Regions from separate parts of the Bos taurus genome. Here region 2 is linked to region 1. A link is a contact called in public Hi-C data. All regions are on one chromosome and are shown on one strand. Each heading gives the region's core, a stretch centred on a gene start, on an enhancer-like site or on the middle of the called end of the contact. The rest is flanking DNA. Distances are from core to core; before and after follow the strand shown.

Evidence for each region. A called contact is a pair of places that touch in the nucleus more often than the background predicts.
Region 2: a Hi-C map of an unstated tissue shows a contact between it and region 1, with 2.6 times the contacts expected there. The contact joins the enhancer-like site here to the promoter of NCEH1 in region 1. A contact is called at or near these places in 2 of 11 Hi-C or Micro-C datasets (skin fibroblasts and an unstated tissue).

What each region holds. Positions count from the first base shown.
Region 1 is chr1:94,817,025-94,822,611 of ARS-UCD2.0, reverse strand. It overlaps NCEH1 (neutral cholesterol ester hydrolase 1), which reads right to left and starts at 3,705. Exons shown (of 5, transcript NM_001123034.1): 1 at 3,488-3,705. The coding sequence starts at 3,625.
Region 2 is chr1:94,868,600-94,874,510 of ARS-UCD2.0, reverse strand. All of the region lies in intron 3 of NCEH1 (neutral cholesterol ester hydrolase 1), which reads right to left. Among named protein-coding and RNA genes, the nearest start is that of NCEH1, 53 kb to the right of the region's middle. Within about 2 kb of position 2,905, at least 11 of the 102 cell types and tissues checked have an H3K27ac peak or open chromatin away from gene starts, as enhancers often do.

The sequences.
Region 1 (5,587 bases), core at 2,456-4,955:
AATAAATACTTCCACAGCTTCCCATGGACACTGCCAAACTGCCATCAAAAAAGTTGTTAAAATTTACATTTTTTTCCAGCAGTGTATACTTCTCAGTATCTCTACCTGTATCAGGATTACCATTTTATAAAAATTTTTGCTTGCACAGCACTTTGAAATGTCTTCAGAACGTCCACCAAACTCCTTCCTTTTGTTCCCCTAATCTTCATCTACATCTCTCTCCATTGCCCTTCCCAGACTATTTTTGTCTGTGTTTTTCCACTGTCCAAGTCTTATGATGGCTTTGCTATCACACTGAAAGATGCCTGGCTATTTTATCACCTTAGAGCCAAAGTATCAGCTGACTAATCTGATAAACATGCTAATGTAAAGGGCTCCTTTCCAGTAACATGTATGCAATACAACTTGAACAGTTTAACAAAAATATAATCTACATCAGCAGTGTATTTAACTTACACAGTAGTGGTCCTCAGTTTTTGCTGCGCACTGAAATCACCTTGGGAACTGTTTAAAATACTGCTTCCTGGGACTCCTCTCCCAGAGATTCTGCATAAATTTGGTATACGTTGTGAACTGGGCATTAGGATTTTTGAAGGCTTCCTAGGTGACTCTAATGTAGCATCTGTGTTTGAGATGACTTGAGAAAGATCCTAAGTAACTTCTTCTTAGGTAGTATTGAAGGACCCCAAGGAAGAAAAGCACAATGAACATAATCTCAATACTCTGACTCATCTGCAGAAGATAAAGGAGATGAGAAGGGACAGGGAGTGGTGAAGCATTTGCCAATGACAACAGAATAAAAGTAGCATTCACTTTTTTTTTTTTTTTTTGGCCACACCACATGGCATCTTAGTTCCCCAACCAGGGATCAAACCCATGCCCCCTTCAGTGAAAGGCACAGAGTCTTACCACTGGACCGCTAGGGAAGTCCCAAGCCTTCACATTTCTTGATATTAGGCAGGTGCCTGCTGTATTAAGTTGACCAAGCCTTACCTCTGAAGTAGCTTTTGTAATGGAGCCAATCAATTCAAAGTAAAATGATGTGGGCAAAAAACTTTATGCCAGGCAATTTAGTGGTAGCATTCCAGGTTTCAATGAGGTAGTCTACTTCCAGTTTACGTTTATTTTATTGTTTCAACAAAGTTGAGCAGTACTATAGATTTTCCCCACAACCCACAGTGGCCCTTTGGGACAATATGTAGAAGAATATTGGAGTGGGTTGCCATTCCCTTCTCCAGGAGATCTTCCCAACCCAGGGATTGAACCCAGGTCTCCCGCATTGTAGGCAGACGCTTTTACCGTCTGAGCCACCAGGGAAGTCCACTTAGAAGAATAACTACAACCAATTCCAGCCATTAAAATACATTACAGCACTCTTACAAAGCATCAAAAGCTATCAGCCCTACTATACAAGGAAAGCTGAGGGTCAGAGAAGGTTAGTTAATGGGCTGGCCTCTCAGCCAGCAAGTGGCCTGGCTGAGGAGGGATTCAGGGAGGCATGACAGTCATGCTCTGTTTACCACCAAGTGTCAAGCACATTGCCTTTTCCCCAGGACAATTTGAAGTGACACTGGTAAATTGCTTTCCAGGGTGGAATATGCTTTCTTGTGGGCTGAATGATCTTTCTGATGTTTTACAGTTCTGAAGACAAATGATAAGAACCACTTGTGTGCTAACTCAACCCCAGCCACAGTGTCCAGTGAGGATACTCTGCTACCTTATCTGTCTCTGTGACCTGGCACTATTACATTATCATTCCCAAACACCAGCTAAGGGCACACGCTGCAGATGACTGTAAGGTCCAAAGGTCTTACTGGACTGGTTGCTTTGTTGGGGAAGAAAGACATTTGTTCAATCATGGCTTTTTTCAAATTACTTATGATAGGGAAGATTTCCTTGGATCAGAAAGGAAAGAATAATCTCTGTGGCCAACACAGTAGTTTGACTTATTTTTTCTTTCTTTTTGTTTTTCTTATCATTAGGCATTATTCTTTTTACTGTAGAAGGCCATTTAAGCCACCCAGGTAAATATCATTGTATCCCAGAATCTTTAAAGGGTGCTACTCCCCAGCTACAAAATTTCTGGAGGAAGAGAGTGATTGCAGAGCATCCTGCACAAGACTGCCTTTCTTGGAGCCAATGCTAGAGAAGGGGATTGTCATTCTTTCGTCTTGTCAACATTGTAGTAAGCAGGAGGGAAGGAAGAGGCTCTATTGCCTCATAGACCCTTCCTAAGAGAAAATGCGAGACTTGACGGTGGAAATGTGGCTGGATTCAAGAAAAGCAAAATCTTCCTAGAAATGTGCTATAATACCCTAGTTAAGGGATTTGTGATAGGACAACGCCTCAGAGACTAGGTAATCCTACACACAGTTGGAATGCACAGGGAAAAGGAATATCAATCCTCTAGGAAAATCCTGTTTGTTTCTTTTTCTTCCTCTCTCTCTCCCTAGTTGTCATTCTTTAAAGGAATTTACAAAAATAACCTGAGGTTAAAGCCCAAGGTTGGAGGAGGGGAGGAATCTCGGTCTGGGGGGAGGGTCAGGAGTTTAGATAGAGCAGGATGCTCAGAAAACCCTGTTCAGTCATAGGGCTCAGACTTGATAGCTGATTGTAGTTTACATTTTAGATTGTCTGGCACTAAAAATAATGCCTCTGACATAGAATAAACCAGAAAGTTACATTTTTCTGTCTACGGGGTTAAAAAATATATACACTCACTGTACAGGAAAGAACTGTCACCCTGCCAGGCTAAGCCTGGATATCCTGACTCAGGCAAAGGTTAGCTCTTCTACAGTTAAGGACATACATGAAACGCTGCAGGGCAGGCGCAAAACAAGAGCATCATGCAAACCTGCTGTCACTACCTCCACAGCCTCTCCCGCAGCCAGCCAGGCCTCTCCGCCTCCTTTGTTGGGCTGAGCTGAGGAGTGCCGGCCATGACGTGCAGATCTGTGCCGTCCCCTAAGTACTGTGGGAGCCCAGGCTGCTGCCCGTGGCAATGGAGGGCTCCACTGTCGGACACAGTGCGAGATCACCGTGCCAAGTCTGCTCTTAAGGTGGCTGCATTCCCAGGAACCAGAGCCTTCCTACAACACTTAACTCGCTCTCTGCCGCCCTCTATAAGAGAACAAAATGGGGGAGGGGTGGGTTATAAAAAACGCTGGAAGCTTGATTTTTGACGTTGCAAACCAAGATAGAAGGTGGCATTTAGGAAAGACGAAGGATTTAAACAGTCGTCAAATTCTGCTCAAGAACTTCCTTCTCCGGAATCAACACAGACGAAGACCTATACACAGACCTAACCCGCTGCTAGACAAGAAGCGAATGCGACATCCTGAAAATGTCAGCCTGAACCACTAAAAAGCAATAGCCTTATTGCGCCACAAAAATATCCATCTCATGGGACAAAGGCCGGAAATTCTCTTTCCCCCTAAAATATTGCTTAAGAGAAGGGACAGAGAATCAGCCCCGGGCTGCGTCTCACCACTTGCTGTGCGCTCCGGAAAGTGGCGTCCAGCAGCATCAGCTTCCAGGGATCGGAGACGGAGCTGGGCAGAGGGATGTAGATGTAATAGGCAGCCAGCGCCAATAGGGCGGTAAGCAGGACACAGGACGACCTCATCCTCCTCCGGCTCGGCGGGCCTGCCGGACGGACGAGGAGGAAAGGGCAATACCACCCAAAGACCTCAAGCAAGTTTCTGCGAGGGCCAGCCGCTCATTCACCCGTTTCTTGTATGCCCAGAGCCAATCAGAGGCGGCGTCAGGAGGAAGTCGGAGGGCTGACTTGCCCCCTCCACTGTGTCCTTGCAAAGTGTTGCAGACACTCCAGGTTTGAGAAAGCTGTGGGGCTGTGCTGGGCGAAGAACAGCGGACTCCGGAGGACACAGGTGTGTATTGCACACCAGTGACCACGGGCTTCCCTTCTGCAGGTTTCCAAACGGAAACAGTCCGGAATAGTTTAAGTGCATTAAGTTTCTGTCTGTCTAAAGCACATTTGACTCAAAATGGAGTCAGATGTGAGAAAGATAATAAAATGATAACAATTAAAATCCACTGACTTCTACAGCCAGATTTGCAATGGAATGTAAAGCCTATCTGATATGTGGTGAGAGAAGATAAGAAATTCTTATAGCTCAAGCGAATGATAAGCCAGTAGTATAATACATCAAGCACATAAATCTTGGTTTCCAGATCTCATTCTCCAATAAAAAGAACCATGACTCTGCCATGGCTCCTTGGAGAAAAGACGGATTGTAGGGCTGAGGCAGGTAAAGAACAGGATGAACCTGATCTAGAAGATGAGGAAGTGCTAAAAAATAATGAGAACTTGGTCAAAAGGACACAGTTGGCAGCTTTAAGGGTCTTCCAATGTCAAAAACTGGGATAATTTTAGCATCAAAATAATACTAATGGATTATAAACCATTAAATAAAATGAATATCTAGGAGTCTATACTAATAGAAATAAATGGGAAACACTATGTCAAAAAAATTCTTTCAGTGGGTCAGTGGTAAAAGAAAAAGTATTTGAATCCAGATTTCCTATTAAAGATAGGGGGAGGGGAGTGGATATAAAATAAGACAGAGACAGAGAGAGAACTTCAGCAGATACAACCAAAGATCCGGAAGGAAAAATTTGGAAGAACTGTTTTAAGGAGGTGGATAGAGAATAGCTCCAAAGCTATTGATCAAGGCCTTAAAACATCTGGTACATATAATTTTGCAACTTAATATAGTAATTTAAATTTAACCTAACCCAAAGTAATAAAATAATCATAAATTGGGGGCTGAAAACGAGATTATTGGGAGAAAGTTGGCTTCTTATTCAAAGTTTGGAAGTACTTTCAAAGTACTTATGCGAAGGGTACACTTCAATGATGTTTCAAGCATTCAAGTTTGAGATCATCATTTTATATCTTTTTGTAGTTACTCATTAAACATATAACTCTGAACAGAGATATATTAATTTGTGGGTGTGTGTATGTACATAAAGTTAGAAGCTAGTCTCTGTGGGTGATTACAGATAATCCCAGAGCTATCAATCGAGTTGACAACTGCATTGATTAACATTTTAATTAATGTTAACATTAATGATGACATTAATGTGCTTTCAGGTAATCAAGGCTATGGTTTTTCCTGTGGTCATGTATGGATGTGAGAGTTGGACTGTGAAGAAAGCTGAGCGCCGAAGAATTGATGCTTTTGAACTGTGGTGTTGGAGAAGACTCTTGAGAGTCCCTTGGACTGCAAGGAGATCCAACCAGTCCATTCTGAAGGAGATCAGCCCTAGGTGTTCTTTGGAAGGAATGATGGTAAAGCTGAAACTCCAGTACTTTGGCCACCTCATGCGAAGAGTTGACTCATTGGAAAAGACTCTGATGCTGGGAGGGATTGTGGGCAGGAGGAGAAGGGGACGACAGAGGATGAGATGGCTGGATGGCATCACTGACTTGATGGACGTGAGTCTGAGTGAACTCCGGGAGATGGTGTTGGACAGGGAGGCCTGGCATGCTGTGATTCATGGGGTTGCAAAGATTCGGACACGATTGAGCGACTGAACTGAATTGAATCTGTAAAATAATTCA
Region 2 (5,911 bases), core at 1,656-4,155, 53 kb before region 1:
ATTAATGGCTCTAAGTTGCTTCAGTCACGTCCAACTCTTTGTGACTTCACAGACTGTACCCTGCCAGGCTCCTCTGTACATAGGATTCTCTAGGCAATACTTGAGGGGGTTGCCATTTCCTCCTCCAGAGTTGATTAATAACTGGCTCAAGCAACAGAGTAAACAACCTAGTCCTCTTGGTTTCCTTGGTCAGTCTCCTAAACTGCTCCTCCCCTTATCTTTGTTCATTCTGGAAACATTCTCTAGTTTTAGACACCAAGAAAGGATACTATTTTCACAGACTGAAGAATGCAGTGAAACTAGATATTTCTGAGGTCACCTAGTGTAAGATGAGCCTTCAAAGTAGCTCAGAATTGACCTGAGAAGCATCACAATAGTTCTGTAATAGCATTACAGACACAGAAAACTGAGAGTCAGGAGGAAATTTATGAGCGGTATACTCAAAGAAAGCATGCATAGATACATGTATCTGCTGCTTTTGCTCAAGGCTGTGTCCCTGCAAAGTACTCAAAGAGGATTCCGCCTTTTCCCTCCCCAGTTGTATTGAGTTAAAGCACCTGATGAATTTGTGGCAAATACAGTCTCAATTTGCCTAACTCAGTGAAGGATAGATGACTCTGCAGTGTTTAGCTTCTGTCTACCTATTACACCACGTGCCTCCTACCAGAAGAACAAAATTTGGTGTAAACTTGAGAATGAGGTTTACTCAGTTTAATGAATATGTACACTCTATAAAAATTAACTTTTTCCTGCTCACCAGGTGCTCTACAGAGGTTTCACTCAAATCTCAGAGCGAATCTGTGGGTTTAAGGGTGTGAACATGCAGCTCAAAGGGGATGCATAACCAGCCTACAACAGCTAGTAAGTGGCAAAGCTACAATCCAAATTTATACCCCACATGCCTCATCCTTTTAAAATATTCTCATTCTTCAAAACCCGCAGACTTCAAATGTACCTGTGTGTTCTTATTACCTCGTCAAAGCAGTAAATTCTCAAAACTGTAGATTTCTCACATCCCAGAACTTCTCTCATGATTTCAATGTTTTTGTGATATTCTCAAAACAAATCACCTGAGACAGCGTCTGGCCCATGGTACATCTTTAATTATCCATACATGATAAATCTTTAAATAAATTTAATAATTTAATAATGATATTTTTATTCATCCCAAACAAAATTTTAATTTTTATCCCTTTTATGTGTAAAATCTGTCATTATAGCAGCAGTGTTATAGTAGGGGAAATATTAAGCCATATACCTTTAAAGACATTAAAAAAAGAAATTGTTCCTTAATCACCTACTCTTCAGGCACGTCTCCAAAGGCTGTCTGTAGGCCCTGCATAGCTCAGAGTTTCTCAGCTCTGTATGCACTTTAGGATAATCTTGGGAGATTTATAAAAAACAAAACATTGAGGTTTGAGCTCCTCTACAAAACATTCCATTTGATCTGAGGTGGGGCCCAACATATCTGTATTTGAAGAAAAAGTCCTCCAAGTGATGCCAGGGTTCTGAAATATCACTGAATCCAGCCGTACCATCAGTATCCTCTGAACACATCTTCCTGTTCCTGTTCCCAAAGCATTGATCCCTCTCTCCATCCCATGTGCCCTTCACCCAGCAATTCCATATCAAATGTTCCCATTCTTTAAATCTCATCTCAAATGCAGCTTCCTCCATGAAAACTTCTAAGAGCCCGGCCAAATGCAGCTCTCCTTTTTTGGAGCCCTCAAAGTCTCTCTTACAATAAGTCATAACAGACATGCCAGCTTCTAGGAATAGACAGAAAGTCATAATTATGTACTAAAGTGGTCCAGGTATAAGCAGTGCCATTTCCACAATCTATTAATTCATTACCTACTTTATCAGTGAGCAGAGAGATGGAGCAATGCTCAGAAAGACTGACAAACTCCTTAAGTCAAAGGTAGATACATGAGTCCAGAGTTGAGGGGGACTCTGGAAGTGGAATCCCTGAGTGACACTAGTGTTCTGAGAGTGTTATAAAGTGCATTATTCCTCAAAATAACCTGGCCTGGAAACACCAGGACAGCCTTCTGCAGTGGGCAAGGACACTGAGTTCTATTCATGCAGTGCCAGGCGGGTGAAAGGTACACATGATATTCTGGAACAAAATTCTACTCCTGTTTGATTCAAGAGGAAGACAAAATCACATTCCTTTTTTGCCTTCTGCCCCCACCTTTTTTTCCCCCTTTTTACTGTCTCCCAAGAAGAGCTCAAGAGATTCATCTTGAGAACTTGAAAAATGTTAATATTTTGCTCAGTTTTAAAGAACCTGTATGTTTAGCAGGGGTTATCTGAAACAAATCAACGATTACACTCTTACTGTGCTGTTTGAGGGAGACAACTCCAGAGGAAGAATCTGTTTATTCTTCTAGTAAGTAAAGCTTCCTTTCCTTTAGAAGAATATATAATAAAATTTAAAATAAAATTATGAAACACTGTGAATAGGTAATTGTTTCTCTTTTCATTTGTGCAATAATGTTTGTGCATAAAGGTTGAGGAAGCATTTTCCTTTCTGTTTCTTCTCTCAAAATTGCCTCCAGAGACAGCTTTGACTATCAGTCATTCAGCAAGGGAGAGCTGAGCTTAACAAAAACTTGGTTGATTGGACAATAAGTACATTCAAAAGAACTGACAGATGTCAGGATGTATCACCAAAATCCTAGGAGTGACTGATCCTAGAATTATGATACATTCAAACAATGTGATTCCCTAATGCTGTTTACAAGTTAAGGCTTCTCTATGGACACAGCTGGGAGATTCCCAGCCTCCCTTCCCCCATTCAGATACAAACCTTGCCTTTAACCTCAAGGGGCACTGAAGAGCCAAGCAGTCCCTCAGGGGGCCACTGGAGCCCAAGTAGGCTTGGTACAAAGTCCCTCTGACCTACTTTCTCTGTGATTTCAGAAGTTAAACTGAGCTCTGGGCTCAGGTGTGGGTGGAACTAAGCTTCCCTACCTTACTGCTTGTTTACAGCACAGGCTTTCTGTACAGCTTCACCCTCCTCCCTACAAATTCTAAAAGGCCTAAACCACAAGAGAGAAACCAGTGGATTTTTTTTTTTTTTAAGTCAAAAACAGAGTCAAGAAGACTTTACCTTAATATGTCTAAAAAGGAGACATTCATTAGTTAATGATTGTTAAGGATCTAAAACAACCTACTTTTTAAAAAGAAACCACAATATCTTTCTGTAGCATTAAACTGTTTGTAACACTGGCCTTTAGGTTTGCTAATACAGTGGCCTGGACTGGGTAAAAAGAAAGTTTGGGACAAATCTTCCCTTTCTTAGAGGGAACCCTCAAGAATTCAGTCTGCCCACCTTCCGGGGCTGCCTGAGTCAGGGTGATACGTGAGGATTTCTCCACTCAGGACAGGGAGGAAGAGCAGGAAAAGGAGCAGAGGGCAAGTCACAGTGAGGTGACTGTCACATCGTGTCTTTCACAGTATCTTGTTTGAACAACTATCAACATGTATGTCTCATTGTGCCTCCGAGAGGCTTTGTGATTTTGTCAGCTTGCACTCATCTAATCTTATGGATGAGGAAAACAGAGTCATAAAAGTCCCATTGCTTATAACTCTGTTAGCAGCAGACCAAGATACACATTCCAGCTTCCTTTCTGTCTACTGAGCAACGTTCCTCTTTACAGCTCTGTCAAGTTTTAAGTTCTCTGTGCATAGTGCTACCTGATATTTGGTGGATGGGAAAAGGTCTCCATCAACACAAAATAGAAAGTTTGAGTGTAGCAAAGACTTAAGCAAAACACAACTTGAAACCATTTTTCACAACCAAAAAAGCTAGAATTTAATAATATCCAGCATAATAATACTTTGTTATTACCTTACATTTTATCTTTTTGTAGTTGAAGTACAATGACCACACAATATTATATTGTATGTACAACATACTGATTTGACATTTATATATATTATGACATGATGACTACAATAAGTCTAGTTACCATTTGTCACCATACATAGTTAATACAATATTGCTGACTATATTCCCCATGCTGTACATTAGCATCTTATCTTTCAAAAAAATTAAATATTCCTTCTCCCTGATGTTTTATGGTTTTAGTATTGTGTTTCATTATATAAACTGTAGTTAAACTACACTGAAGTTTATGAAAATAAGCTTATAAACATAAACTTCCCTCCCAGATTATGTAAATGAGGATACATCCATGTATTTTTGATATTATAAGGTGAACTCTTTCATTTACTTCACAAATACTTAATGTGCTGCTGCTGCTAAGTCGCGTCAGTCGTGTCCGACTCGGTGTGACCCCATGGACGGCAGCCCACCAGGCTCCCCTGTCCCTGGGATTCTCCAGGCAAGAATACTGGAGACTTATTGTGCAATTATGTGTAAAAATAGCATAGCGTTATTGAAGCTACTGAATAGAAGTCATGGCCTATTTTTATGCCTTGAGATCTTTATCTACCTTGTTAGATAAAGATGAAGTTGTTAGATCTGTCCCCAGAATCTTGAGCCAATACCAATGATGTTAACTCAGGAGTTCCAGCTCATGGTTGTGCTTCATATGAAGTGATTTCATCCTCAACCCTTGCCTATCAGCTTCCTCAGATTATATATAACCTTCCAGAAGGCCATCCCCACACTGAAACAAAGCCATGACATCACTACCCACTCCTGTTAGCCTCAAGGATAAGGAGCAGTTGTGTCCAGACAGCCTCCCTGCTAGGAGAAGGAATTCCAAGAGAATCAAGAGTCCACCATATTTCTGAAGGCTCCCAGGTATACACCCATATTTCTTATTTTCCTTAGTTATTTCCAGAAGCATGAGTCCCTCCATTAGTCACCTCTCATGTTTCATTTCCTTAATGTTCTCATCCTCCTCCTTTCCTCCCAATCCCTCTCATTTCCCCACTTTGTACTTCCATGACCAACTCACTCTTTTAACTAGGTTCTGCTCATCCTTAGGAGTGCAATTCAAACCTTCGAACTAGGTAACATAGATGCCTCCATTACTACTTCCCTTTCTATTTCAAATCACTTATCACATTATTAACATTATTTGTTCAAGATTTGCTTTCCTGTCTAGACTGTATACGCTATGAAGGCAGAGTTTATGTTTGTCTCACTGTTATGCATCAGAATTTAACAAAATAGCTGGCACACTACAGGAAGTCAATAGATATTTATGGAATAGAAGAAGGAAGAAAGAGGAGACCTCTGAACATACTTTCCAAGAGAAACATCACAGTCATATGGTGTTGGCCATACCTCAACTAGAATATAAAGGTTATGTGGCTCTTCAGGGGTGGCTGGCCTGGATGGATCCTAATCACCTTAGCTCAATATTGCTGCAAAGAAAAGTTCTGTGAGTTCCAAACGTGTTGATGAATAAAGTTGGACCTTTCTGTACATGGGCTAGGGCACTGAGTCTCCAGACTTGCCTAGTGCCTTAGAGTATCCAAGGCCCTTTCATCTCAGATGTCCAAACTGATTCTTGTAACAACTCTCTGAAGTCATTAACCCAACTCAAAGTGTATTTATTCATTCAGTTCAGTTCAGTTCAGTTGCTCAGTCAGTTTGACTTTTTGCGGCACCATGAACTGCAGCAGGACAGGCCTCCCTGTCCATCACCAACTCCCGGAGTTTACTCAAACTCATGCCCCTTGAGTCGGTGATGCCATCCAACCATCTCATCCTCTGTTGTCTCTTTCTCCTCCCTCCTTCAATCTTTACCAGCATCAGAATCTTTTCAAACGAGACAGCTCTTCACATCAGGTGGCCAAAGCATTGGCGTTTCAGCTTCAACATCAGTCCTTCGAATGAATATTCAAGACTAATTTCCTTTAGAATGGACTGGTTGGATCTGACCTTTTCCAGTCCTATGGCCACTGCTGAGTTTTCCAAATTTGCTGG